Linked DNA regions of Mus musculus: regions 2, 3, 4, 5 and 6 are each linked to region 1. Evidence: chromatin contacts called from public HiChIP or PLAC-seq, Micro-C and promoter capture Hi-C data. All regions are on one chromosome and are shown on one strand. The core of a region is the stretch at or near the end of the contact, and the rest is flanking DNA. Distances in the headings are between cores, read along the strand shown.

The links. Promoter capture Hi-C pulls out the DNA fragments that hold promoters and counts their contacts. A called contact is a pair of places that touch in the nucleus more often than the background predicts. HiChIP or PLAC-seq counts read pairs in DNA pulled down with a chosen protein or histone mark.
Region 2: a promoter capture Hi-C map of stem cell-derived epiblast-like cells shows a contact between it and region 1, with 7 times the contacts expected there. The contact joins the promoter of 2310069B03Rik here to the promoter of Tacr1 in region 1. A contact is called at or near these places in 6 of 39 promoter capture datasets (cranial neural crest, embryonic stem cells, hippocampal neurons and 3 more), 1 of 484 Hi-C or Micro-C datasets (embryonic stem cells), 1 of 115 datasets of contacts at active chromatin or transcription factors (embryonic stem cells) and 1 of 9 other capture datasets (embryonic stem cells).
Region 3: a contact with region 1 is called in an H3K27ac HiChIP or PLAC-seq map of embryonic stem cells, with 6 times the contacts expected there. The contact joins the promoter of Mrpl19 here to the promoter of Tacr1 in region 1. A contact is called at or near these places in 19 of 39 promoter capture datasets (the 3T3-L1 cell line, 3T3-L1-derived adipocytes, the HPC-7 cell line and 10 more), 2 of 15 datasets of contacts at CTCF or cohesin (both in embryonic stem cells), 10 of 484 Hi-C or Micro-C datasets (the Patski cell line, cortical neurons, embryonic fibroblasts and 6 more), 5 of 115 datasets of contacts at active chromatin or transcription factors (all in embryonic stem cells) and 1 of 9 other capture datasets (embryonic stem cells).
Region 4: a contact with region 1 is called in a Micro-C map of embryonic stem cells, with 1.8 times the contacts expected there. The contact joins the promoter of Eva1a here to the promoter of Tacr1 in region 1. A contact is called at or near these places in 6 of 39 promoter capture datasets (cranial neural crest, embryonic stem cells and stem cell-derived epiblast-like cells), 3 of 484 Hi-C or Micro-C datasets (all in embryonic stem cells), 5 of 115 datasets of contacts at active chromatin or transcription factors (embryonic forebrain, embryonic limb bud, embryonic stem cells and 1 more) and 2 of 9 other capture datasets (adipose tissue and embryonic stem cells).
Region 5: a promoter capture Hi-C map of stem cell-derived epiblast-like cells shows a contact between it and region 1, with 2.1 times the contacts expected there. The contact joins the enhancer-like site here to the promoter of Tacr1 in region 1. A contact is called at or near these places in 5 of 39 promoter capture datasets (cranial neural crest, embryonic stem cells, hippocampal neurons and 1 more), 1 of 484 Hi-C or Micro-C datasets (embryonic stem cells) and 2 of 115 datasets of contacts at active chromatin or transcription factors (embryonic stem cells and epiblast stem cells).
Region 6: a contact with region 1 is called in a Micro-C map of embryonic stem cells, with 4 times the contacts expected there. The contact joins the enhancer-like site here to the promoter of Tacr1 in region 1. A contact is called at or near these places in 11 of 39 promoter capture datasets (the C10 cell line, cranial neural crest, embryonic stem cells and 7 more), 13 of 484 Hi-C or Micro-C datasets (cerebral cortex, embryonic fibroblasts, embryonic stem cells and 6 more) and 3 of 115 datasets of contacts at active chromatin or transcription factors (astrocytes and embryonic stem cells).

What each region holds. Positions count from the first base shown.
Region 1 is chr6:82,400,172-82,404,814 of GRCm38.p6, reverse strand. Tacr1 (tachykinin receptor 1) reads right to left here and starts at 2,340. Exons shown (of 6, transcript NM_009313.5): 1 at 2,233-2,340; 2 at 817-2,013. The coding sequence starts at 1,205.
Region 2 is chr6:82,879,130-82,883,772 of GRCm38.p6, reverse strand. 2310069B03Rik (RIKEN cDNA 2310069B03 gene) reads left to right here and starts at 1,920. Exons shown (of 4, transcript NR_040520.1): 1 at 1,920-2,004; 2 at 2,464-2,536; 3 at 3,317-3,378; 4 at 4,297-4,643.
Region 3 is chr6:81,963,924-81,968,566 of GRCm38.p6, reverse strand. It overlaps Mrpl19 (mitochondrial ribosomal protein L19), which reads left to right and starts at 2,618. Exons shown (of 5, transcript NM_026490.2): 1 at 2,618-2,860; 2 at 4,210-4,328; 3 at 4,499-4,633. The coding sequence starts at 2,640.
Region 4 is chr6:82,039,773-82,044,415 of GRCm38.p6, reverse strand. Eva1a (eva-1 homolog A (C. elegans)) reads right to left here and starts at 2,788. Exons shown (of 3, transcript NM_145570.2): 1 at 2,515-2,788.
Region 5 is chr6:82,720,929-82,725,571 of GRCm38.p6, reverse strand. Hk2 (hexokinase 2) reads left to right here. Exons shown (of 18, transcript NM_013820.3): 18 at 1-547. Among named protein-coding and RNA genes, the nearest start is that of Gm32480, 8.0 kb to the right of the region's middle. Within about 2 kb of position 1,986, at least 82 of the 459 cell types and tissues checked have an H3K27ac peak or open chromatin away from gene starts, as enhancers often do. A contact at or near this core is called in embryonic stem cells and stem cell-derived epiblast-like cells, where this site is marked.
Region 6 is chr6:82,700,097-82,704,739 of GRCm38.p6, reverse strand. It overlaps Gm32425 (a long non-coding RNA gene), which reads right to left. Exons shown (of 3, transcript XR_377779.4): 2 at 945-1,218. Among named protein-coding and RNA genes, the nearest start is that of Gm32534, 13 kb to the left of the region's middle. Within about 2 kb of position 1,834, at least 13 of the 459 cell types and tissues checked have an H3K27ac peak or open chromatin away from gene starts, as enhancers often do. A contact at or near this core is called in embryonic stem cells, where this site is marked.

The DNA.
Region 1 (4,643 bases), core at 1,091-3,590:
CTCCAGTCACCGATTTCCCCTCATGACACCTGAAAAGCCATTCATCCCCGAACGCCAGCCTCTGCATTTGAAAGTTCCAACCTTTGCATCTCCAATCGGCTTCAGCAACCCTAATCTGAGGGTTGGAGGCTATTAGTTCTCAATTATTTCTAACAAGCGCGTTTCCCTGTGGATACACAGGCTAAGAAGAACATTGACCTTTGGTAGAAAAAGAAATTTAGACCCCCACCTGGGCAAGCTTCCTGGATCCCTGCCTGGGGAAGCCCTGGGTAGGAGCCTGGTTCTCCATCCTGAGTGGGAGGCTCTTAACACTGAGTTGCTAAATAAGAATCTCAAGTGTTTCAAGGCTGTGGGTAAACGCTTGTCACTCTCCTATAACACTGGGGAGCTGAAGTGGGCATGGAAAGTTCCTATATCTTTGGGAAAGGTTGAAAAAAAAAGTGAGGAGTTTGCTGAGGACTATTTAAAACACAAAGTCATAGTAGAGTGACATATCTAGAGGGGTTCCTGAAGGTCCCCGGCCAACCCTTCCATATCTCCCATCCAGGCACTAAGGTAAAAGGAGAGAAAGAATGCACGAGAAAGAGTAAGACAGGAGATGGGAGTATTGAATGGAAAGGGTGGGAATCTAGTGATGGGTGGAAAAGTAATGAGAAAGAGGTTTGAGCACCTGAGGTCCAGGGGTTCTAGCATACAGCCAGTCAGAGCCTAGGGCATGGACGCACAGTGTGGTTCTCTGGCTACTCTGTATCTAGCCCCAGTCCTCCTTAGCGAATTCCCAATGCTCTGGGCACTTTCTTAATTTTACAGACTCACCTGTCAAAGGCCACAGCTGTCATGGAGTAGATACTGGCGAAGAGAGCAGCAATGGGGAAGAAGTTGTGAAACTTGCAGTAAAAGAGGCCGTAGTACCACACGTTGTGGACTGCGTAGGTGAAGTTCACCACTGTATTGAATGCAGCCATGCAGGCCTCAGCGAAGGCCAGGTTCACCAGGAAATAATTGGTCACTGTCCTCATTCTCTTGTGGGCCAAAATGATCCATATCACCACTACGTTGCCCACCACGGAAGTCACCACGATGACCGTATAGGCGGCTGCCCAAAGGACAATTTGCCAGGTAGGTTGCACAAACTGGTTAGACTCAGAAGTGTTGGTGGAGGTGTTGGGGAAGAGATCAGAGTCCACAGGAAGGACGTTATCCATTTTGCGGCAAGGCAGCAAAGCCCTGGCGTCTACAGGTACTCACAAGTACACACAGAAGTGTACACACACACGCACACACCTCCTTGCTGTAGGACCTTGTCGCAGATGCCTGAGGCTTGAGTCCTGCTACTCAGGAGGTGGGAAGTTTCCTGGGCAGAACTTAGTCCTGGTTAGCAGGAGACTTGTCCACAAGAGCAATGCTTCTGTATAGCTCTTTGCCTGGTCTCTCCAAATTCCTCCACTTTCATGCTAGGCTCTTGTTTGCATTGAAGCAGCTGCACTCCACACGGTTCCAAAAGGCAAGACAACCCGCCTTTTGGCACCTGCTGCTACTAGCAACTCCCGTTAACATGCGTGCAGCAGGAAAGGCAAAGCTGGGTGCTGGGTGGGAGCTTGATGGGGAAGAAGGGCTGCTTGCAGCGCAGCTAGTAAAAGTTCTGGTCCTCTGGCCGGCTTCTGAGGTCCGCATCCAACTGGTGAGCTCCTTTTTTCCGTTGCTTCACTTAGAGCCTCTACTGCCACCCGCAGCTTCCAGGTCTTGGTCCTTCTGTGCTCAGGAGTTAGCAGAGCCTTGGCAGGGTGAGCACTACTAGGCTTTTATAACCCGCTGCAGAGACGTCACGGGGAAGGGGCTGTACCTGGACTGTCTACTCGCTGGTCCCGAAGCACAGCGCAGCAGCTGCGCCAGTTGTTGGCAGCTGTGTCGCTCCACCACCGCAGCCACCACGCCTTCTGCTGCTCGTGACCTGCTGTGGGCGTTCTGCAGGCCGGACGAATCCAGCACTCCGCGAGGGGGCGACAAGGTGGCCTGAGAAGAAAAGACACAGATAGGGCTCTTAGCTGGAATCGCGGTCATACCAGGGATGCGAGCAGAAAGGAAGGATTTTTGGAAGCAGCTGAAGTGGAGGACAGTTAATGCTCTGAGGCTCAGCCGGGGACCGCAAGACAACCTCTACAGAGACGCTAGACTGTGGTGGGAGTTGGAAAGTGTGGGGCGGGGTGCTCACTGCTACACTCTGGTTGCTACCTAGAAGTGACAGGTGACCACACCCTGCTTCAGAAGTCCGGAAGTCAACTTTCCTTCTGTTAAAGAAACCCCCAGACACCTAGCTCTGTTCCCTGGTGGACTGATTCCTCTTCCCTGCTCCCCAGTCCCCCCAAAACACAGATGGGCTCCAAGCATTTGAGAAACCTTTCCCCAGCTACTTTGTTGACTTGGTCCCTCTGTAAGGAGCAGCTATCCGGTGCTCTCCAAGGGAGCCCCGCGACTACCCTCTCAGCTGCAGACACTGGGGACTGTGCGCAGCTCTCTGCAAAGCTTGGTGAGTGCAAGAGCTGGGCAGAAGCCGGCTGGTCTGACGCCTGACTGGGACTGCGGATTCTGGGCTCTTGGCCAGTATACCCTTCGCGGACTAGTTTGCGCCCCCCCCCCCAAGCCGGCAACCTGGCAGCCTCCTTTTCTGCGCCTGTCCAGTTTGTGAGGCTAGGTGAAACTGGAGAGGCATGGGAAGGGTCTCCACCGGATTCCCCGTTCCAGTTTTTCACCCAGACTGAAGGGCAAGTTTCTGCCAGTCTTTTCTCCCTATCCTGCCAGACACCCAAGGCAGTTTCAAAAGGCTAATCTGGTGGCCGGTCAGAGAGCAGATGGGCAAGCCTTCTCCCCCCCCCCCCCCCCCAACATCAGCCCTTTTGAAGAAGCTGAGATGGGTAGAGCTCAGGAGTGTATTCCTGGCAGACTGCCCTTGGCAAGGTTCCAGGAGCTTCCAGCTGCCCCTCAGCGGGTCTCCTCCACCACTGCGGTTCTGGGATCTGTGAGATGCCTGCGGGGGTGGGAAGCACCCGGCAGGCTGTTGCTATGGGTTGCGTCCTTCCTGGCACCAGGGAGAGATGCCTTTACGCACTGGTTTAGCAAGCCCGCGCGCTGTGTCGCACATGAGGCGTTTTGAGTCTGTGTAATTTACTGTCCCGGCTTCAGCCAGGCTAATATTTCTCTGGCCGGGGGGAGGAAAGGGCCTACTGAACTCTGGTTTTGTTGGAGGGTGAGATTTCAGCGCTTATGGGACCCACCAAGCTTCCTGTTTGCAGGTGCCTCCCAGGCATCCCTAAAATCCCCAAGCCCCACAGAGCAAACTCCTGGGATGCCTTTCAGAGAACAGCTCTGCGATCCAGATTGAGAAAGAAAAGGTTGCCTTCTCCACCTCAGATTTCTTACTGCTGAGCTGGGGCTACAGGAGAAGAACTAGGTGAGAGAAGCAGAGAGCGGCGGGGAGAAGGCAAACCCTTATAATCTAGTGCAGAAAGAAGCAGGACTATACAAAGCAGGCACTGTTTCAAAGAGAGACAGCCTCACCCAAGGAGGGAAATGCAGGATGAGCTAGGACAGGAAGAGGCTTAGGTGAGAGAGAGAAGAAAGTTCCAGAGGACCTATGTCACTTTGCTTAAAGTTTACAGATACCATGCCCTTTATTACAAACCACACCCACAGTCCTCTCTCTGACTTCCACGCTTGTTTTGATGAGGCTGGCTTGGGCTGAACTGACAGCTTAGACAAGAAGTACTTGCCACTTGCTAAAGTTATCATCTCTCCCAGGAAAAACTAAACCTGCTCGTGTTGGAGTCACAATTAGTGGAGCAACAGCAATAAACTGTCTCATCCCAAAATGGGGAGTGTCACCCTGACTGCACACCCTGTCTGCACACACACCAACTGCACACCCTGTCTGCACACACACTGACTGCACACCCTGTCTGCACACACAACGACTGCACACCCTGTCTGCACACACAACGACTGCACACCCTGTCTGCACACACACCGACTGCACACCCTGTCTGCACACACACCGACTGCACACCCTGTCTGCACACACAATGACCGCACACCCTGTCTACACACATACCAACTGCACACGCTGTCTGCACACACAATGACCACACAACCTGATCGTACAATTTCTCTCTGAAAGCCAGTTATTTCCCCCTTTAGGCTCGTATTCATTCTGCTCCCATTCCACCATTCTTCCTTGACACACAAGACAATCACCCATCCCAAAGTAAACCCTGTTGACAAAGTAGTCTAAATCCTTGCTTGTTTGCCCAGGCTTTCTGTAGGCAGACAGAACCCCAAACACATAATACCCATGCTGGTAAATGCAAACGGGGGATTTCCATTGTGCTCCGCGTGCTATTTTTCTTGCCTGAAACCTTGTCCAAACATTCCCAAGAGCTGGTCGGCATGGATTTAACTCATTCTTTTCAATGGCTAAATATTATTTTTATGCTGTAAGAGCAGTCTAGCTTGCACATTCATTTTTCTATTCATGAGAATTCACTTGGAGTTTTTTCCACTGAGGACAATGCTGCAGGGCTGGAGGGTGACTTAGTGGGTAAAACTGTGCTTGGACCTTGCAGAGTTCAGTTCCCGGAAAACACCCCTTA
Region 2 (4,643 bases), core at 671-3,170, 480 kb before region 1:
GTGTATCTTTGTCCATAAACTGGTGGGGGTTGGGGGGCAAGAACAACTACCTTCTAAGGTAGTGGTAGGGTCGCATATAGTTCACAAGAGACAAAGGTCAAAAGATGAACAAGCAGATACATGCTGTTTACCCAGGAATCTAAGAGTCAGGATAAAATCAGTTGGTCTTCTAAACAGTGGGATGCTAAAAAGAGCAAACACCATAAAGGTTTTAAAGACTTATGGTGCCTGGCTTGTGGCACCTATCTGTAATCCCAGTGTTTGGGAAGCAGAGGCAAGAAGAGTACAAGATCAAGGTTAATAACCTCAGATACACATATTGGATGCTAGCCTGAGCCGCACGAGACCTTGTCTCAAACAAATAGGAAAAAAAAAAAAAAAAGACTAACACTTATTGAGCCTTCACTGTATGTAGGCATGATAGACATATCTCATTTAATCTCATAAATGAGTAAGTATCACTTGGTAAGATTCTCTTATCCCATTTTATTATTTTACTTTTTATCGTTGTTGTATAAGAGAAAGTCTCACTCTGGAGCCCAGGCTGGTCTGAAACTCACTATGTAGCCCCAGGTCGAACTTGTAGCAGTCCTCCTGCCTCAACCTCTCAAGTGCTGGGATTTCATAAACAATCTTCTCAAACCCATCTTGTAGATGAAAACTGAGGCAGAGAGAAAGGAAGTGACTCACCCCAAGTCCCCAAACAGTCCACGCCCAGATGTTCAGGTGCAGAGCACATTTCTTTTTTCAGTTCTAAAGGACTGTGTATACTATCTCAATTAAAGGGAGCCACAGAGGCTGTGGCCATAACTCCGCTAGTAGAATGCCTTCATAGCATGTACCGAGCCCTGGTTTACTATCAGGTGCCACGTAAACTGGCAATGGTGGCATGAACCCCTAATTCCACTCTCAAGGTCAGCTCAAGGTCATCCTTGGCTACATAGTGAATTTGAGGCCAGCCTGGGGTACCTGAGACTCTGTCTCACGAAGACTCTGTTATTTCCAGGTGGCAGGTGTGGAGCTAATGCACACAAAGGTAACTTCAAGATGACAAACTAGCGATAGTTGGTGTTAAGACTCCAACTCAGTGCCCTCCGTGAGCCACCACGCGAATGCTGTCCTTTAAATACTTCTGTAATAGCTGCTTAGGTTTGGAAAGAGTTCCTCGCTCACAGTAAGCTGGTAGAGTAACCAGCTATGCTGTGATGACCCACAAGTGATGTCTACTGGTCATTCTGAGCAATGCAGACAGGGCGGAGCAGGCTGTAATGGAAATCTCAAGGACATTGCTGTAGTAGGGGTAGAAAATCTGTTCTGAATGAGCCGCCCCAACTACAAGCTTTGGTGGCGAATGTTACCTTACACTTCTGAATAGCATTTGTGGTGTAGGAGTTCATCAACAGGAAATGTGGCCAGGCTGATGAACTGAGGCAGGAGAACTGCTGGGAGTTCAAGGCCAGTTTGGACTAAATGGAGAGACTGGGTCAGAAGAGGCATAAGGGGGTTCAAAACAAAGAAGAGGAAGAAGGAAGGAGAGGAGAGGAGAGGAGAGGAGAGGAGAGGAGAGGAGAGGAGAGGAGAGGAGAGGACAGGATAGGACAGGACAGGACAGGACAGGAGAGGACAGGAGAGGACAGGAGAGGAGAGGAAGGCAGGGAAGGAGGGAGGATGGGAGAGAGGTGAGAGAGCTAGATTCTGTCTGTTGACAGCTATTGAGCTATCGTTCTTTTCAGAACAAGCATATCTAAAGGGCAAGCATAAATTGGAATATCTGCTACCCTGCTCTGAGTCCTCCCTCCAGGCCCGATGGCCCAGTCGGCTGCATTGAAGGAAGTGCGCATGGCCAACGCGCGAGGGCGCTCGGGGTTGTGAGTAACTTGAGCATCAGAATACTGAGTCAGAAACTTGTGATACAAAGCCTCACTCTTCTAACCTTCACCAGTTTAGGTCCACTGGAAAGGCCACCGGAGCAGGCTCGGTGGGTCCTGCAGACCTGCAGCGCAGGTTGGGCCCTAGGCCAGTGCGGGAGCAGCATTCTTTGCCCAGCGGGTAGGACGCCTTTGCGGGTGGGTTGGGTGTGGGGGACTGTGAGCAGAGGCTGAGTGATCAATAGCCTGCGTGGTTATGAGGCTCTCTCCTCCGCCCTCCTGCCAGCTCCAGGGCCAGTCCTGCGTGCTTCATAAAATTTTATGTAACCTTGCCAACAGCCACTGAGATCTGAGCATGTCCGCCCTCCGTGCTGCCACTCCTGGGGACCACAAGGTCATCTGCTTGGGACCTCCAAGAGTGGGCTACTGTGGCGTTCCCCTGACTGGCTGGCTGGCCCCTTAGTGCAGGCCCCTGGAGAGGCAGAGAAGATGGTTTGGGGTCCTGGTCTTGAGACTTTTTATTTTAGACCAGGCAGTGTTGATTAATTTGCACCCCACCTTTCCTCCTCAGGGTTCTCTGTTTCTCCCTTTAAAGACAGGATAATCGACGGGCATGGTGGCACACACTTTTGGTCCCAGCACTCTGGAGGCTGAAGCTGAGGATCTATGTGAGTTCGAGGCCAGCCTGGTTGGTCTTCAAAATGAGTTTCAGGACAGCCAGGACTACATAGAAACCCTGTCTCGAAAAACAAAAATAAGCAAGCAAGCAAACAAACAAAAATTAGGCTAATCATAGTTAAAAAGATAACAGATTTTGGTGGGAAGGATGTATGAGCAGTGACCAGGGTCAAGAGCAGTTTGCTGCTCTTCCAGAGGACCTAAGTTCATTTCCCAGCACAGCGCCCTCTCCTGGCCTCCTTACACACCTGCCTATGCACACACATAAATAAAAAAAATTGTATAAAATTTATATAAAAATTTAATAAAAATTTTTAAAAGATACCTGATGCTGAAGAGGTGTCCCTAATGGTAAACACTTGCTGCTCTTGTTGAGGGCCAGAGCTAAGTTCCCAGAACTGTATCAAGTGGCTCACAACGGTCCATATATAAGTGATTCTCAACCTTCCTAATGCTACCACCCTTTAACATGGTTCCTCATGGGGGGTGACCTCCAACCATGAAATTATTTTGTTGCTACTTCATAACTGTAATTTTGCTACTGTTATAGCAAATATCTGCGTTTTCTGGTGGTCTGAAGTGACCTTTATGAAAGGGTCATTCAACTCCCCCAAAGGATGGCCTGTGCAACCCACAGGCTGAGAATCACAGCTCTGTGGTACCTAGTAACTAATGCCTGGTTTCTGAAGGTACCTATGTGCATATGTGCATACATGCATGTGAACTTACACACACACAATAGCTAACAGACTTCAATGTGCTCTGTTCAGGAATGCTCATATTCATAAGGCAGAGATGAGCCCCAACTCAAGACGCCGTACAGAAGTTGCAGGCAAGTCCTTGGGAGGAGGGCTTTTTTTTTTTTTCTTCCCTTTGTCTTTTTTCTGTTTTTTGAGACAGGGTTTCTCTGTATAGCCCTGGCTGTCCTGGAACTCACTTGTAGACCAGGCTGGCCTCGAACTCAGAAATCCTCCTGCCTCTGCCTCCCGAGTGCTGGATTAAAGGCTGAGAAGGGCTTTTGCATGTGGATTTCTTTCTTAGATCCCTAATTACGTTTCTTAACTCGTGTCAGCTGTGCTCCTTTAAGAAAGGGCGGCTGGACTTCCCGACATCACTCAGGTGAAACATGAAGCCATGACCTTAAAATCCAAACAGTACCTCAGACACTCAAAACCCCAACGCTCCATGAATCACTGGCGGTTCTGCAAGCCCGGAAGTTGCATTTATTCAGCAACAGGTTAGGGAGACTTCTATTACTCAGCCAGTCTGCTGACAGATAGTTAGTTCTCCCCGAGGTTTATAATTATGACAGTGACTGCACATGAACAACGTAACTGGCATCCCCTGTCACCTACTGGCACTCCAACACAAAGAATCATTAACTCAGTGGGTGGCAGACTCACCTCAGTTTATCCTCCCTCCCCTCCTACCCTCCATGAAAGCGGGAGTAATTAGTCCTCTGGGAAATTACTCTTCACTCAACTTTCCTTACCTGTGTTTGACTTCCTTTCCACCAGCTCAACCTTCACGTGACTCCTGTGACTCCCGCAGCCTCTGCCCCTCCCTGCCTCACCCACCCATCCCTATCCACCGCTCCCCACCTGACCCCCCCCCCTCCGGGAAACCACGTGTCTAAATTACACCCTGTGGAATTTGATTATAGCTGATTAAATGCATTGTTACAGATTGCCCTGACTTGCTCTCAGTTTTCTTCCTGAAAGAATAATCTTCCATGTTTCTCTTTGTGCAGTGGTTAACATTGAAATCGGAACTGTGTAAAGTGCAAAGAGTGAGCGTCAGTGGAGTGAGTGCCCAGGCACAGATTGGTCCTCTCTACAGCACACACTCCCACCAGGCTTTGGGACCATAGCACACAGTGGAAGAGCGAAGGGAAAGATTGTAAGCCAGATGTCGAGAAAAACTGGAGTGACATCGTCTCCCGGATATGGAATATGGTAGAATCATCGTGCTCACGAGCTCACAGTGCCCCGTAATTGCCTTCACAAGACCTGTACAAGACCCAGCCTGTCAATAATTCCTGCATGGAATTTAAGGCATTCATGAGCCCCCGCCCCTAACTGAGGAGCTGTGGACAGT
Region 3 (4,643 bases), core at 1,369-3,868, 440 kb after region 1:
GCTGAACCTATGTCCTCTGCAAGAACAGTCAGTGTTCTTAATCATTTAGCGGTCTCGCTGGTTCCTGAGGTAAGTAGTTTTGAATTCTCTCTTCTGCTGCTGTTTGCAGTGAGGAGAGCTGGAGGTAACTAAATACAGCATGACCAATGTCAGGCCGGTGTCGTAAACTGCAGTGATCTAGAGAAGAGGAGGGAGGCCTGGAGCAGGGTCAAAGAGGAAGAGGATGAAGCACGAGGATTCGTGTGCTGTTGGACAGCTCTAGGTTAGCTTTAAGAACACTTTGCCCAGAGGCCGGGAGGAAACAGTCCTGGCACTGAGAGTTGGGCTGGAGCTATGGGGATGACCACGGAGGTCCCTGGAACAGCCCACGCTGGAGAAGCTGGAGGTGCCTAAGATGGATGAGTTCTGTATGTTCATGCTGACTCCGAGGTAGCAGTGGTGCGTTAATCCAGACTGATGATCACACCGTACATGTATTAAATAGTTCTAGCAACTTGCCATCTCTGAGAGTATGAGCCAGCTAGCCAGCCAGCCAGCCTGCCTGCCCTCCCTCCCTCCCTTCTTTCCTTCCTTCCTTTTCTTTTTGGTATTGGTGATGATGTACTCGAATCCACAATCTTTGTACATGTCAGACATGTGCTGTACCACTAAGCCTCACCTCCAGCAATAGCTGCCCTCAAATCTCAAATTCTTTAATTTTTTTCAAACAATTTCTCTCTCTGTCTCTCTGTCTCTGTCTCTGTCTCTGTCTCTGTCTCTCTCTCTCTGTGTGTGTGTGTGTGTGTGTGTGTGTGTGTGTGCTTGCAGGAGTCTATGTGCAGGACATATGTCCTGTTACCCAAGGACACCCAGTGTACATTAGTTTCCCTGGACCTGGAACTACAAACAGCTGGGAGCCGCCTGGTGTGGGTGCTGGGAACTGCTACAAGAGCTGTAAGTGTTCTTACACGGAGCTGTCTCCCAAGCCCCTCTCAACTCAAGAAGGTTTGAAATGGACCCCTTTTAGCTTGTATGCCTCCCAACTGCCCGAGGCAAACTCAGTTTTAGTTCTGGAAAAGGGAATGTTCTCAGTGAGCTCAAGGACTCCGTGGGGGCTATTTGTTAAGAGTGATGGCTTTTCTCTTTATGCTTTGTCCTAGTTAAGGTTTTGTTGATGAAATGAAATATCATGACCAAAGCAAGTTGAGGAAGAAAGGTTGCATTTGATTTACACTTCCATAACACTGGATCTCACTGATGGAAGTCAGAACAGAAACTCAAACAAGGAAGGAACATGGAGGCAGGAGCTGATGCAGAGGCTATGAAGGAATGCTGCTTACTGGCTTGCTCCTCATAGCTTGCTCAGCCTGCTTTCTTATAGAATCTAGAAACACCAGTCCAGGGATGGCACCACCCACAATGGGCTGGACCCTCCCCCATCAATCACTAACTTAAAAAAATGTCCTACAGGCCACCTACAGACCTATCTTATGGAGACATTTTCTCAGTTGGGGGTACTCTCCTCTCTGATGACTCTAACTTTTGACAAAACAGCTAGCATTTATTATTCTGTTTGGAGCCTGTGAGAGCCAGGTAGTGCTGGTTAGTAAGACAGAAGTTAAGCAAAAGAAGATACTCATTGCTCCCCACGGAATTCATAACAACGAACTAAATACCAATAATCAAACAAGAGGCAAACGAAAATTTCCTAAAAGAAGCAACGTTCTACAAGACTGATTAACTAATTAAAACGTGAGTGACTTGAAGCATTGTGGTGCTGCAGATCCAGAGCCCAACTATCTTGGCCCATTAGTCCCTCAAATGGTAATTTATTCCCAACTTACTTGTGAACCAACGGCCTTGTTATTATTAAGGGACTACATTCAGCAACCGCCTCACTTCCATCAACCTGAAGGCTAAGAAGGCCATCAGCGCAACTGAGGCATACAGCAGAGACATCTCCATTTTGATATAGCATTCCTAAATGGGTGTACCTGCCAATGTGTTTAAGGAATGGCTTTCTTGCTCTGATACTATGGAATGCCATGGAATTGTTACATGTAATTGGAACATGGATTTGTGGTGACCTAAATCTTGTGTTCTGAGCCCCTCATTAATACTTGACTCTAGAATAAACTATCTCTTTTGCCCTTTAGGTGACAGTTGTGTTTTTCATGTAGGCACAAGCAAATAAAAGGTGGAACTGAGGAGGCTGGAGAGGGTGGCTCTGCAGTTAGGAACACGTAATTTTTCAGAGGACCCATGTTCAATTTCCAGCATCCACATAGGGTCCCTTGCCACTGCCTGTAACTCCAGCTCCAGGGGATCATATGTCCTTCATGGGCACCTGCAATCACACTCACACACACACACACACACACACACACACACACACACACACTCCACGCACTTCATAGTCACTCACTAAATGCAAATGAGATCACAGTACTTAGTGAAATGTACAAACTTGCTAACCCTGTAGAGAAGTGTAACTTTGCAAATTATGGAGAAGAGGAAAATTATATACATTTACAGGTATAACTCCCTCAAACAAGCGGCGGTACACCGGGAAGCAAGTTTAGTCCCATAGGAGCCACCGTCCGGCCACACCCCATCGCACTGACTTCTGGGAGTTGTAGTCCTTCATTGAGGGTGTAGACATGGCGGCCTCCATGGCAGAAAGTTGTAGGGCGTCCCTGTACCTGGCCCGGAGCGTCCGAATGGCCAGGCCACGGCTTGCTGCCTTCGCATCTGATGCCTGCCGTGTCTGCACGGGCCCAAGCCGATTTCAGAGCACCGGGCCTTCAGAGCCCGGTGGGTTCAAGCCACCGCCGAAACCTGTCATCGTGGACCGGCGCCGAGTCCCGGAAGACGAGAGAAGGTGAGGCGGCCGAGGCCGCGTGGGAGTGCGCACACTTTGATACCCGCTTTATAGCTGGGCTGCACGAAATCGGGTTCCGGGTCTGCCCCTCTCTAGATCACGAAAGACGCAGGCTTGGACTCCCTTCCCTCAGTTTGTCCTAAAATCCACCACGGTGAGCCTTGGCCAACAGATTCTATCCAGGAGGAAGGGTTTGGGGAGGTCAGATCGGCTCAGGCACGTGGATCCAGCACACTCTTTTTCGTCTTACCTACATAAATGCATCTTCAGAAGCTTAACAGTATGGACCCGCAGGGTGGTTCGGTTGTGAAAGTTGCAACCTGTACACCCAAATCCATGCCTAGAACCCATAGAGAAAAGAGAGACCGTACTCCAAAGTTTGCCTTCAAATCCCCACATGAATGTTATGCTGGGCGCTCCAACCACAATACACAATAATTTGTGGGTGTGTATCAGGCTGGCCTTGAACTCAAAAAAGATCTGCCTGCTTTTGCCTCCTAAATGTTAGGATCAAAGGTGGGAATCCCTATGCTCGGTGGAAGATTTCTTTTAAAGTCAGTTTGCAGCTGGTGATTTGTATATATTTTCTCCATATTTATAGCTCAGTGGGAGACTTGTGCTCATTTGCAGACTGAGAGAAATGCAGCGTATTAACTGTGACAAAATTGTAACAAATAGTAATTATGTCAGCGGTTCATCACCTTTACGCTCCAGTTGTGCTTTGTTTTTTTTTTTTTTAAGTAAGATGACAATAAAACATCTAACTGGTCTCAGGATTAATTTATGCTACTATGGGTCAGCTTGCCTGTGTGGTGACAAACACCAGAGACAGCCAGCCTAAAGGGAACAAATTCGTTTGGCTCAGGGTTTGGACAGTTGTAGTTAATTTTGCTTGGTCCTGGCCCTGTCACTTGGGCCCTGCAGTGACACAGTATAGCGTGGCAGGAAGCATTAGCTAGGTAAAAGCAAAGGGAGAAACAGAAAGGGGCCGGGGTCTGTGCCTTGCCTTCAAGGTTAGATGCCCAGTGACATGTTTCCTGTACCGGACTGAAACTCTTTAAGGCTTTCTAAGCCCCAGTAGCTGCCCAGGATGACAGCTAAACAAACCCTTAGCACAAATGCCTTCTTGGACAATAAGGTCCAGACCTTGAGGGCTACTTGATGTATGATAACCATTTAAACACAATGCCTGGTGCGTTCTCAGGAGTGAGCATTAACAATGGTTTTGGAAACCATGGTTTTAGAAATAACATTGCAATCCATATTGAAAGAATAAAATACATCTACATTATACCCATTGTTTTTCTTATGCTGGCCTAAATCACCTTTCATTTTTAATTTTTTTATAGGTTCCTGAGTCCTGAATTCATCCCTCCCAGGGGGAGAACAAACCCTCTGAAATTTAAGATAGAAAGAAAAGATATGCTAGACAGGAGAAAGGTGCTTCCGATTCCAGAGTTCTATGTTGGTGAGTAACGGTGTCTGGCAGCAGGTGTTGGGCGCTAGTTTTCATTGCCTTCAGATTATTGTTCAGATGTCTGGGTTTTGCTGTTATTTATTTCTGACATACTAAGATATAAACCTTATTTGTTCATTCCTGCATCTGTGTCAGAGCTTGCTTCTCTTCTGACTCTGTAGGAAGCATACTTCGAGTCACCACAGCCGACCCCTATGCCAGTGGAAAAACCAGCCAGTTCCTGGGGATTTGCATCAAGCGATCAGGGAATGGGCTCGGGGCTACTTTCACCCTCAGGAACACGATTGAAGGACAAGGTATGTTTCT
Region 4 (4,643 bases), core at 1,539-4,038, 360 kb after region 1:
TGCAGCCTCTCTGTGCTTCTGCAATGAACTTCGTAGTGATGATACAATATCGAGCGAGTCAAAATTCATGGAGTGAGCATGGCACGGGGCAGGCACTCGGTCTTAAAATGGACAATTATCCTATTAGTTCGTCACACTGACCTGCAGAGAATGCAGCTTGCTCTCCCTGTAAGACTCCCAGAGGGTCTGAGCCCACTTGCCCAAAGTCACACAGTTTACAGGTGACAAAGCTGGGATTAGAATACAGACAACATCCAAAGCCTTTGAGCTCAGCAGGTATTGTGAGCACAGCCCCATACCAGGCTCAGTATGTGGGTATCAGTGGAGAGGTGAGCACCACGGGGTCCCCTGCTGTAAATTCTGCAAATGGGATACTGAAGAAATGAAGGTGACTGGGTAGGGCAGCAGGGAACAAGGGCACTGTCCTAAGAAATGGAGAAAAGCTCCCATCCAGAAGAGACTGAGTTCTAGACCAAAGAAAGATGAGCAGTTTGCCAAGCCACTAGGGCGGGGAAGGTGGGTTCAAGAGGTCAAAACAGCAGAGGATCGGTGAACTGGGATGTGTTGGAAGCATGGCAGAAGGGCTAGAGGTTGAGGGTGGGCAGGGAAGCCTGGAGCTGGTGTGCAAGGTCACAGATTAAGCCTCACCCCTCAAGAGACCGGCTAGGGGCTGCTGTTAATGACTGACAGACACCTGTAGACCCAGGTCCTTTCTGTAAGCAATGGAGAAGCAAGAAAAGTGTGGGGCAGGCCAGCGGCCTGGTGGGAAGCCAGCAGTGGAATTCTGACTCTGGGGCTGCAGGTGGGGGTGGGGATATGAGAACAGGGGCTGGGGTAATCTGGAAAGGAGGGGAGTTGGGATACTCTCTGTGAGCCAGTTCCTTAAGTCAGGGTGACCCAATGAAAGCACAAGCAGTAATGGGCCAGAGGTATTGTGAGGAGAGGGTTCTCCTGAGCATTCCACCAAGCGAACAGCATCCTCCCTCACCCACAGGGTGAGGGCCAAAAGTATCTCCAGCTATTACCAGACTTCCCTTAAGGGCCACAATTAAAGCACATGTGGCACACACACACACATACACAAAATACAAAATAAAATATCTCTAAAATTAAAATTAAGCTCCACCATCTTTACTTCCTGGTTGACATCGGAGGGGGGGCGTTGACTCTGGTATTTTGAGGCAGAATCCTGTGGAACGAGGTTGGACTCAAACTCATTTTGTGGCCACAGATGACCTTGAGCTTCTGATCCTCCGGATTCCACTCCCAAGTGCTAGCCGCCCCACTCCCCCCCAACCCCTCCAACCTCCACCCCTGTGTGTTACACTCTTGGCCCCACTATTTTTCCGAAGAGAAAACAGCCACAAGAAGGCATTACCAAGGCTGGTGGTCTGACCCTGGCTTCCTTGACACCGGACTTGACCTCAAGCCGGCCCGCGGTGGCAGACTAACAATTACACTGCCTGGAGGGGAGGGAGGGGCTGAGAGAGCGCGGCGCCGGGTAGTATCCTCTTCAGTGAGCTAGGACGGCAGCCGGCTCTAAATAAACGCTTTGGATTTGAACGGAATCGCGATGTATTTGCTATAAAAGGTAAAGGCTTGGTCTTCCCTGAGTGTGAGCAGGCAGGAGGTAGCAGATTTCTTGCTCAGACTGGACTGAGGAACCATCTTTAGGGCTGGACTTGGGGTGTGCGGCACAGACCTGTTGGGATCCAAATTCACGCTTGGACCCTTTGCAAACTGCGAGGCTCAAGGCCGCTTACTCCCTCCTTTCCTTTTGTCCATTTTTAAAGCCAAGATTCCTAGAAGTTCCTGCCACAGGCCTAAGGTTGGAAAAGGTGTTTAACTAAGTAACAAAAATGAAACTACCCAGCGGGTCCGTCTCGCCGGCTTCAGAGCCATACTGGTTTGTCTTCATGCCCTGCAAAGATCTCTTCCCTCTACCCCCAGTCGTCGGGATCCTTCACCCCCAAACCTGATGAGTCCCTCTCCAGCAACAGAGCGTCACATTTAAAGCTTTAGGGGGCGCCAACAGCCTTAGAACGCCACGGTCCACTCCAATCTCGGGGATCTGGGGACGCGCGGGGGGGCGGGGGTCGTCAAATAAGTGTCAATAGTTCAGTGGCTCTGAGAAGAGTTAACTAAGTACTTCGCTAGGCCGGCTTCAGGTGGGTTAATCCCCAGCCAAGCCTAAATCCGCCGCCGCCGACTGGCCCGCTCAGCCAAGCTCCAGGGATTGGAGCAGCTAAGAGAAGCGCCCTGATTTGGAATTCACGAGTTCTCCAAAGCCCAAGGCAGAGGGTAAGAGTGGTCTGACCAAGCCAAACAGGATCAAGACGCTGGGGACGCCAGAAGGAAGGAGAAGCAAAAGAAGAAGGCAGGACCGGTGCTAACACCTGGACAGGGGTTTGGAAACAAAGCGGTAGTTTGGGATCCGAAGAGCACTAAAGAGTTCCCGCTCAGCAGAATTAGAGTGTCCCCGCGCCCTGAGCGCGCTTCGGGGAAGCAGCTTACCTTCTCTAGGACGACTGGCGCGTACTTCCGGGGACCGAGCAGGGGGGCCTGGAGTGGATCAGATCACCTAGGGAAGGGCACGGCAGTGTGCTGCTGCGCCCTGTGGCTGGGGCACCCGCGCGCCGGAGAGCAATTTGGGGCGGCCCTCCCCAATCAGGGCTGAGCACGGAACGCGCACACCCAGCCTCTGGACTCCTCCAGCCCTGCACACTCTAGAGGAGCCTGAGTCCGTGGGAGGAAAAGGTTGTCTCATTTCCTTCGGTCTCCCCCCGCTACCCCACCCCACCCCCGCCCCTCGGCTCCGGACCTGCCCTCCCTCCCGCTCCCCGCCCCCTTCCCCACGTGGGCGCCGCGAGACGCGAAACCTGAACGGCTGCTCCAACTTAGTTCAACTTTGGCAACTCTTGCCTGCCTCCCCGCGCTTCCCACCGTCCCCTGGGTTACATGATCTCCCCATCCGCGGTCCCCACCTTGTCCCGAACTTCCAACATTTCCCTCTTTACAGCAAGGAGCCCAGATCTGCAAGCAGAATCCAACCCTACCCCCAACCCTCATTGGCTTATTCCTGCCTGGTGGACTGCACTCGTTGAGCCAGCTTTAAAACCCCAAGTCCAGACAGGAAATAACCACTTACTTTGTTAAATTTGATCGACTCTTTTTTTTTTCTGAGTGGAGAGTTTAAAGTCTGATGCATAATCTCCAAGGAATGTTCGTTAGTATCAGAAGACATTACCACTTTTTGGTCTTGCTTGCCTGGGTTTGAAGTTTTGTTAAACTACAGGAGTATTTATGCAGTGGCCACAAGGAGCTTGGTGCAGAACAGGCTAGAATGACCCCAAAGGACATCCTGTTCCTCGGCAGTTAGCACAGGTAACTGGGGCAAAGATAGGAGTGGACCAGTCTTAATGGTAGAGGACAGTCTAGACAGGCAGACAGGCAGGCTGTGCAGCCCAGCCCTGTGAAAGACAGGAAGAAGGAGGGGAACAGAGAAGAGATCGCCCTGCCAGCCCAAGAAAGGGTGTTGCTGGGAACCAGGGCAACTGAAAACCAAGGGCTCAGATGGTGGAGAAATTGGATGGAATAACCAGGGACCAAAAGGGGTCATCAGAATCCCAGGTGTCCTCGAGAACTGCTATCAGAAGCATACTCTAGAAACAGCTGCTGTTCTCCTGCCCCTCTGGACCTGACTCACTGAGAGTCTACATTCTGACCCAATGCCCGGATTCAGATGCTATTTGAAAATGTTGCTTTCAAGACCATTGGTGGCATGGTGGACTGAATATATCAGACCACAGAGCCCTGGCTGGACTTTAAGCTATTAGGTTTAAAAATGAGAAGAAACCCAGGTCCACTCATACGATCACTGAATTTGTCTAAAGAGGGTCCCCCAAGTGTGTTTCTGAAAGTTGATCTGACAGAGCCAGGGCTGAGAGCCATAGTCTACACTTGGCCAAACAGTGCTTGCTTTATTTAACCTTGAAATGCAGTGCTTTCCCTCAAAGAAAACAATCTCAGGGTCCTGATGTAAACACAGACCAGTTGTCTTCTCTTATAGAAGCTACTGGTCTGGCAGGAAGGGTCTTGCTTCATCGGTGCCTTGAGCAACCAGTTCTAGCTTTGGACGGCCACTAAACTACTCCCTGAACTTGAATAAGGCCTCCTCTCCAGACTTCAGTTTTTCTTATCTGTAAAAGATACACACACTTAACCAACTCCAAATTCCATACCCAGGCACTCGGCACGCTCCCCATAACTGGGCAGCTGTATCAGCAGGCAGATGGAGAGGCAGCACAAAGGATTCATGACGTCATGCTGTGTTTGCAGCCACCTGGGCATGCTTGAGATCACAGGTTGGATCCGGACCACACACAGAACTGATGCTCAGTATGTGGGATAAAGGGATGGACCAACCACAGCTTCCTTCCGGTAGGTGGCCAAGACCTTCTCCAGGACCATTTGGCCTTAGACTGGTTTAAGGAGAACATTTGGATCCAGTCCATTTATCCCCTAGGCTGAAGAAAAGACATTGGAATACTCTGACCCCATTTGGCTTTGGATGTGTTTATTATTGCTACTAAGAGATGCTAATATATGCTGAATTCTTAGAACAAGCTTCATCCTACTGAAAT
Region 5 (4,643 bases), core at 737-3,236, 320 kb before region 1:
TCGAGTGATTCCTGCCTGATACTGCCTGTCTGGTGTAGCTCCCTCAACCTGCAGTTACCGAAGCAGACCACTGAAAGCCGAAGCCACCTATAGATGTGTGCAGCACTAGGGGGTAGCCACCTATAGATGTGTGCAGCACTAGAGGGTAGCCACGGAGTACAAATGGATTCTGACTAAATTTTCGAATCTTGAATTTTAAACTTTAAAATCAAGCACCATCTAGGAAAGGACTTTTTTTTAAAAAGGGGTGTGTGTGTATGTGTGTGTGTGTGTGTGTGTGTCTAACTTTTAAGGAAGTTGGCTTTCAATCCAGAGCATGAGACAGTGTGCTGTGTTCCTAGTACTAGGCTGGCTACTGCCAGCACTAGGTTGACAGCTCTCTCTGCTAATGCTGCTTTGTGTGATCTTCAGTGAACCTTTGACTCATCTCATATCCCTGGGCACTCGGTCTAGTGAGCGTTTTGTCATCATGTACAGTAGAGAACTAGTTGAATTAACCATGTGATGTTAACTATTATTAATAAATTTTAACTTTTTTTTTTCAAAATATTCAGTGTGTGATTGGATCTTTTAAGTGGGGCAAGTTAGGACTTCCTGGTCAGTCTGATCAATCACTGATGGGGTCGATACATTTGGAGTGGCCTGTTATCTTTCAGTGTCCGTGGAGACGGATTCTGGAATTCTGAAGCCTGTGGGGGTCGGATCCTGTGATTGCTTTCTATGGCGGAGATAAGCGCCGTGAACGATCAGATGCTGAGAGCAGAAGCTGAGCCTCAAGCAGTAAAGACAGAGTGGTGTGAGTCCTTAAACCCTCTGCAGCTCCCAGTGACACATTCCTCCAACAAAGGCACACCCCCTAAGCCCCTCCAAACAGCAGCACTAACCGGGGACCAAATACTCATGAGATGGGAGAGAGAGAATGGGACTAGTGTTGAGCCTTGAACCCAGGGCCACCTGTTCAGTGGACTTCACCCCTGGTTCTCCCAACACCACTTTCAGATGGGGTCTCATGTAGCCCAGATTGGCCTCAGACTCCTGGACCAGTTTTAGCCTTCCATATGCTGGGGTTACAGGCATGTGCCACCACACCTGACCACACTTGTTTTATACTTTTTTGAGTATAAAACACTGGGTTGCTCAGTGTGTAGACTTGAACCCCTTGTAGCCCAGCATGCTCTGCGCTCTTTGGTCTTGCACTCTTAACCCTCCTGTGAGGATGCATTTATAGACAGTCCTTTTGTGAGACAGGCTCACTATGTACCCCCAGGCTGACCCGCATCTTGCTATGTAGATCAGGCTGGTCATAAACCTGGCAGGCCTCTTTATCCTTCCAAGAACTTGGAGCTACAGGTAGGAGCCACTACAAGCTAAAGAAGTGACAGGAGCAGGACGGTGAGACTAGGTCCAGACGGTCTGCCCTTGTGATCCCAGGGCTGGGGAGGCTGAGGCAGGTGGATCCCTGGAGGTCACTGGTCTGCAAGCCTAGCTTACCCAACAGGTTCCAGGCCATAAGAGACCATGTCTTGAGAAACAAGGTGGACAGCTGAGGAAAAACAGCCAAGCCCATCCTTTCACTTTCTCACATGCACCCGTGAGTGCATGTCTGGGACTTTTCTAGCCTTTACATTTCAGAAAACACTGCCTTAAAAAAGTGATAAGATTGGCAAGATAGTTAAGAGCATAAAGGAACTTGATATGCAAATCTGATTTGATCCCTGGAGCCCACCACAGAAGGGGAGGATTGGTTTCTCACAAGTTGTCCTCTGATCTACACAACACACACATCCACTCACACATGGAGGTCCAGTTTTATCCTACACTGAATCTGAGTCCATGATCAAGCGGGACTGCGTTTCTTGGTGCACACGTGGGTCCTTTGTTTTCCCTTCCAGCCTGGCTTTCTAAAGCTCATTCCACTGACTTAAGTATATGAGGATGGCCTTGAAGTGACTCTCCTGCCTCCAGGCGCTGGAATTCCAGGCATGTGCCACCACCCCCCAGCTTAGAGGCCTCTTTGGCTTTTCTGCCTCAAAGCAGATTCTTACAGATTCCCCACTCTGGGCCTCTTGAGTTTTGCAGCTGGCTTGTTCCTGTCTGTAACATCAGCCATACTGCTCAGCACAGTGTGGGCACCTCTTTCCCCAGGTCACTTTGGCCTCTGGCAGCGGGATGGAAAAGCTACATTCGTTATGTCCCATGGATGGGGCTGGGGCACAGACAGCTCCGCACAGACCCTAACATTGGACTAGCAGGGAATATTTTAGTGCGATTTAGGGTACATTTACCTGCGGTGAGGCCCTCAATGTCCCGGATAGCACGTGTATCTCTTTCCTAGGCTGACTCCCCATCCTCCCAAGGAAAAATTAGTTTCCTCCAAGCAAGCAGACTGCACTCACACTGCTCCCAGCTTGGAAAGCAGTTTCCCAGCCAAACCCCAGGCAGCCTGTCTCCCTGTTTTGTTTTCTTCGGCTGGGCCCCAGGTGCCACAGGCTGGAACACAGGCACTCCGGTGTTGAGAGCATTTTCTAGCCTTTGCACAATCCGCTTTTGCTTTTCTGTTTTCCAATTTCCCTCTGAGCCATGTCTCTTTTGTTCTTCCCTCACCATCGGCAGTCTGAGCACCCTGCTTGACGCCACCTCGTTTCTGTACGAGTCTGGATGAGGCATACATTGTTTCGTGCCGTCTCTGGTTTTCTTTATTTCCTTTTCTAAGGACATGGATGAAATACAGGGGCCTGAAAATGCTGTGTGCTCTAAACTAAATGATAGATCCTTAGCTCTCTGTGATGCTTTAATAAAAACACACAAAACATAGTTGGCTAGAGTCTTGTGTCCTCTCTCAAAGCAGGGTTTGTTTACATATTTCTATCTATCTATCTCTATCTATCTATCTATCTATCTATCTATCTATCTATCTATCGTGTGTGTGTGTGTGTGTGTGTGTGTGTGTACGTACATGGGGAGGCCAGAAGAAAACCTAGAATCAGCTTCCTTCTTCCATCCTGTGGGTCTTGGGATCAAACTCATGTTGTTCGAGTCATAGGCAGGTATCTCCACCCACTGGGCTCCCTACTTGTCTGGCACATTTTAAGGCCCATAGACATTGCTGTGTTTGCATCTATTTCATTACTTCTAGTAGCTACAAATGTCTTGTTCTGTGTATGTCCTGTCTGCCCATTTGTTTTCTCATGGGTGAAGATGTACTATTGACTCAACAATGGCTACACAGATACCGTGGCTTTAAGCCCCTTGTAATGGCTAATCTTGGTTGTCAACTCTGCTACATCTAGAACCAACTAGACCCCAAGAGTCCAGCACTCTCCTGTGAAGGGTTTTCTTCATCAGATTAGTTGAAGGAGGAAATCCCACCTTCTAGTCCAGGACTGGGTGCAGGGAAGCTTTCCCTTTGGCCAGCTTGCCCCATTCTCACCGAGATGCCCATCTACGCAGTCGCTACAGCCAGGACTAAGCTCAACTTCTTCCAATGTAGGCTGGAACTCAGCAGCTCTCCAGGAGTCTCCCAGGACTCCAGCACAGCCTGGATCTGCTAAGACATCTACTCTTGTGGTCTGAGCAATTCCAGAGTATCGGTCTTTCCGCTGTAAGACCGGCATTGTTAGACTACCTGAGCTATGCTATTTGAAAGTGTGGTCTCCTGGCTTCATGCTTTGGCTGCCTGCTGCTGTGGTGTCCCTGTCATGATAGACTCTGATCTAACACTCTGGAACCCTGCTGAAGTCCTGGATAAGCCTTTCTTCTGATGACTGTTCAGGGCAAAGAACTTCATCAGAAGAGATTTTTTTTTTTTTTTTTTTTTTTTTAGCAAAGGTTCACCAGGTACATACTTGCCTGCCTCTCAAGATCCCCTTTCTGCCCAGCCCCACTCCAGCCATGCTGGAGCTGAGCAGAGGACAATCACAAAGGGAAAGAGATGCGAAGGGAGGCGGAGTGATGTGAAGGGAGGGACACCGCCAGCCCCTTTGCCCTAACCAGGATGTCCCTCAAATGTCTTTGTAATCACTTCTCTGGGCATCCACTCAAAACTTCACTATGGCTAATGGGGCACATGTGTGCTATACTGGGCTCTTGTGATGACAGGCTGCCCCTGTCCAGACTTCCCTGAGCAGCAAATACCCTGACAGTATCTAGTTTTCTAACCATTGTTAACTTGCTAATGGTACATTGGGGATGTGTGTGTGTGTGTGTGTGTGTGTGTGTGTGTGTGTGTGTGTGTGTGTGTGTGTGTATGTGAGAGAGAGAGAGAGATACCATGTGTGTGCATGGCCCTCAGCAGCCCTCAGAAGACATCCAATCCCCTTGGATCTGGAGTTCGAGGTGGTTGTGAGCTGCTCTTTGTGGGTGCTGAAAACTGAACTTAGGTTTTCTGTAAGAGCAGCAAGTACTCTTAACCACTGCGCCATCTCTCTGGCCCCCTGAATCTATCATATTTATTTACTAACTAAGTCAAATATATTATAAGGGAAAATCACTCCAGGTCAAGAACTGCTATTGCAGAGAAATATTAAACATTTGAAATTGATTTTAAAACTATATTTTGGGCCATGGGTTGTGTTGACACGGTGTCACTATGTGTCCCACGCTGACCTAGAACTCATGATGTTACAGCTTAGCCTCACAGCAAG
Region 6 (4,643 bases), core at 585-3,084, 300 kb before region 1:
CTCCAAGGCTTCTGCATCGGCCCCTGCCTCCAGGTTCCAGCCCTGCTTGAGTTCCTGTCCTGACTTCCTCCAATGATGGACTGTGATCTGGAAGTGTAGGACAAGTAAACCCGTTCCTTCCCAACTTGCTTTTGGTCATGGTGTTTTGTTGCAGCAATAGAAACCCTGACTAAGTCCACCCGGCTTCATAAGACATTGCTTCAAAAACAGCAAGGGCAAAAAAAATTAATCAGGATTGGTGACACTCGAGAGGCAGAGGCAGGAGAATCTCTGTGAATGAGTTCAGCCTGGTCTATACAGTGAGTTGTGGGCCAGCCAGGGACACACAGAGGGACCCTGTCTCAAAATTAAATAAATAAAGTGGGTGTCTGGGTCTCCCTTCTCCTGGGGGAAGCAGAGTCAACAGGCAGGTTTGGAAGAGCCTGTGAGTACAACAGAAATAGCAGACTTATCTCCGGGATCAGCTTCAGGGAGACAGATCAACTTTTCTTGGGTTGTATAGTTTTGGGGAAGGTTGTAGGAATATCGAGGGTGGGCAAAGGTCATTGGCTGAAGGATAAGGAACTGAGACGCCTCATTAGCATGGAGAGGCTTTTGGGGGATTTCAGGTGCTTGCTGAATGGGTTCTGTGGTGGAAGAAAGGCAGCTGAAACTGTGAGCTAATCAAGGCTACGAATGTGACAAACCTTTGGTAGAGGGTGGGGGCTCTGAACTCCTCAGACAAGGTCAGAGAAGGAGAATCTCTGCTGGTAAAGGGAGTCTCCCATTTTGTGCTGAGCTCAGAAGGCTATCTGGACAACGGTAGACTTTGACCTTAATTAGCAGGACAACAGGTATTAAGTACCCAGTGCAACAAGGGTCTCAAGTCTATACTCTAGAGCCTCAGTATTGTTCCCTGTGCTGGTGAACAAGGTCAAACTATTATAAAAAACCCAATGATTTACCTGTGGATGGGTGAGGGCCTATGTATGTGCAAATCTGTGGTTGGGGGATATTTGATGAACGCAGGTTGTCAGGTTTGCCTTTCACCCTCTGAGTTATTCCTCCAGCCCCAACAAGGCCACATTGTTCACCGGTGAGAGCAAGCTCTTCTCTGCTGGCCCCGAACTCCTGCCTTGCTCTGTGTCCCCGCAGGTCTCTGATCCTCTCACGGCAGACACAGACTCCCTTTCTCAACGGCTGCCTTTTCTTTGTGCTTCTTCAATGAAGCTGTTCCTCCTGGGCAAATGCAGAACTGAGGGAAGTTCGCTCATCCACACCTGGTGCCTCACTTTCACCATCTCTGCTCCACCACTGGCTCCCTCTTCCTCTTTTCTCTTTCTTCCTCCCTCCTCTCTTTCTTCACATCCATGTGTGTGCACAGGTATGTGGGTGTGTGTGGCTGTGTGTATGTCTGCCCTGGGAACTTCTTGCTCTCCATCTTGAATATTGCAGCAGGGCACTAGCCTCACTATTCAGTGCCTAGAAGGCACTGGTTAGGCTAATGTGGTGGGCCAGCTAGCTTTGGGGTCTAGCTGATTTATATAGGCAGCCATGGCTGTTTGGCTTTTATATGGATGCTGGGAATCTCAATGCAAGTCCTCATGTTAGCCCAATTTAACAAGTTCTGCCATCTCCCTAGCTACTGGGTTTGGTTTTTTGTTTGATGGTTTTGTTTTATTTTTCAGACAGGGTCTTGTGTAGCTTAAGCTGCCCTCAAGCTCGCTGTGTAGCCAAAGCTAGCCTTGCATTCTTGATTCTCCTGCCTCCACCTCCCCAGTGCTGAATTGGCCTTCCTAGCTCCCCTGCTCTTAAGAGCACGTGGCCTCGAGTAGATCTCAGAGTGACCACCAGGTGGCGCCCGCCCCTCGGAGGTGCTGAAAGAGCTCTGCGGAGCTACACGTGTTGTGCAGTGTCACAGGCGCTAGAAACCAGCCCTTGGGAACCACGGGCCAGACATGACTGGCTGACTGATGCGCAGTTTATGTTCCGGTTGCACCTCCTTTGACTGTATTCTGCAGGTGTGTTAGGATTGTTCCTTGGGGGCAGGGAAGTAGGGAAGCAGGGATGGGGGCCGGGGGCCCGGGTGATGGTGGTGATGATGGTGGTACACCTGCCAGTCTTTTACGAGGTAGCTGTTTCAGCTGACAGTTACCGGAGTGGGGTCGGATAGAGGGGGAGAAGCCACATGCCCTTTCTTATAAGCCCCTCAACCTCTCCATCAGCTGCCTCTGTCTTCTCTTGGCTTGCCCTGGACGCCTCCTGGAATTCAGTTGGCTGGTTGTGCCGGGAGGACAGAGGCCAGTGTGAAACTAACATTCAGGGTCCTTGATTAGAACGTTTAAAAAGTTCGAGCTGGAGAGATGGCTCAGGGGTAAGAGCATTACTTCTCTTGCACTAGACCAAAGTTCTCTTCCCTCAGTGGATAGCTTTATAACCACTGTAACTCCAGCTACAGGGGACCTGACACTTTCTTCTGGATTCTCTCAGCAACTACACGTGTGCAGCCACCCCTACTCAACACACAAATAGACCTTTTTTAAAAATGTATTTTTGCATATGAGTGATTTGCCTGTATGTATGTATGTATGTATGTGCACCAGCCACATATATATAGTGTATACGTGGCAGATCCCTGCAAATGTGAGCCACCATGTGGTTGCCAGGAGTTGAACCTGAGTCCTCTGGAAGAATAGCAATTGCTCTTAACTGCTGAGTCATCTCTTCAGCCCTAAAACAAATCTTTAAAAAAATGTTTCGGAGCCAGGCAGTGGTGGCACACACCTTTAATCCCAGTGCTTGGGAGGCAGAAGCAGGCGGATTTCTGAGTTTCGAGGACAGCCTGGTCTACAGAGTGAGGACAGCCAGAGCTATACAGAGAAGCCCTGTCTCGAAAAACAAACAAACAAATAAATAAATGTTTCAGAATCTGTAGCCTGATGTGGTGACACATGCTTGCATAAAACTCTGGGGAAGCTTAGCTTACTGGGGACCCCCTGAGTGAACCATGTGGAGCTGGGGTTGATGCAAAAAGCAAGAGGAACTTATTGTTCCAGTGCACTGGGGTCGTCCCAGACCTGAAGGAGAGGCAGCGACCACCAGCAGCAGTTCGGCCAGTTTTTATATGGTTTCCAGGGCCAAAATAGAGCATCAGCAACTAGGCACAATATGATTGGTGGAACAGTGCACCCTTTAAACTGATTGGTCTTTAGGGAATGAGGTGACAAGGACTTCCCTGTCTGAAGGTGAGCAGGGTTAGCCATGTGGAATGTGCCCCCCACCCCCGTGGTCTGAGAAATGTTAATTAGCCTTTTCCTTCCAGAGGGGCAAGTGTTTCATGACGTTCCCAAAGTTTCTGAGCTGACCTTTTCACCTGTAATCCCAGTACTGCGGAGGTAGAGACAGGTGAATCTTTGCCACTTAGAGGCTACTCATTCTAGCCAACTTGGTGTTCCCCAAACCAGTGAGAAACTGTCTCAAAACAAACAAACAAACAAACAAACAAACAACCACAGTGAGGCCTTTGAGATGGCACAGGAGGTAACAGGGCTTGCCACCAAGCCTGACAGCACGAGTTCTATTTCTAGAGCCCACACAATGGAAGGAAAGAACTGACTCTGACTGCTGAGTATAGGTGCTCACAACAAATAAATGTAAAGACAGATCACAGCAATCCCAAGGTGGCAAGTAACTAAGGGACTTGTGAGGTTGACATCTGCCATCCACAGCTGTGCGATTGCACACATGCCTATGTAAACCAACTCCTCCCCCCCCAACACACCCCAGAACCCAAAACCCCACTTTAATCCACACACACCTACCCACCTCCCCCTAGCCACTCACACTTTTGAGACTTTCCTGCTGGAGAAAGCCTGTTAATAGCTCAGGTCACACACCCAGAAAGGCCACACACCCAGGTCACAGTCTCTGATCCTAAAGGTGCATTTGAATTTTCGCACAGTTTCCAGGGTCATCTGCTGTCCCCTTGGCCCTCTCCATGAGCCCATCACCATCACTGTTCCCAGCTCTTTTGGCTTCTTCCTGCTTCCCAAGCTTTGCTTGCCATCTTTCGGGAAGATCAGAGTGCCTGCCCTGTTACCTGGAACGTGGCATGGTAGACAGAGTCTGTTGTGGGTGAGCCCCTCTGTGGCTGCTGTCCCTTTCCCATGGGTTCTGGACTTCAAATATAGATGCTTACATCTATTTAATGCTTACAAGGAAAGCACTTTACCAGCTGAGCATCTCCCCAGACTCTCTTTATCTTGATTTCCCCTTTTTTGCCTTTCCAGCGCCTGCTCAAACAACAGCCTAGATTAAATCCTTTTTATTGAAGTAACGCAGGCCATTCTTGCTTTCCTAACCCCGATAGACTTATGGCTAATGCAGCCCCCGAAGGCATCACCTGAGAACCACGGTGCTGCTTCTCTGGGGTGCTTCAGGGTGCCCAGTCTCAGAATCCTTGCTGGTATGCTCAGCCTGTTAGTCTCCCAGGTAAAGGAAACAGTGTATATGAGCATGGAAGGAATGTTTAATTTGAGAAAGCCAGTAGAGACCGTTTTTCTTCTTACCCCAATCAAAGCTGTCAGAGCTAGTTAGCATCAGAACCAGTCAAGTGTCTCCCAAAAAGCTGCTGTGTGTATGTGCACAGCAGCCCATCCAGTCAC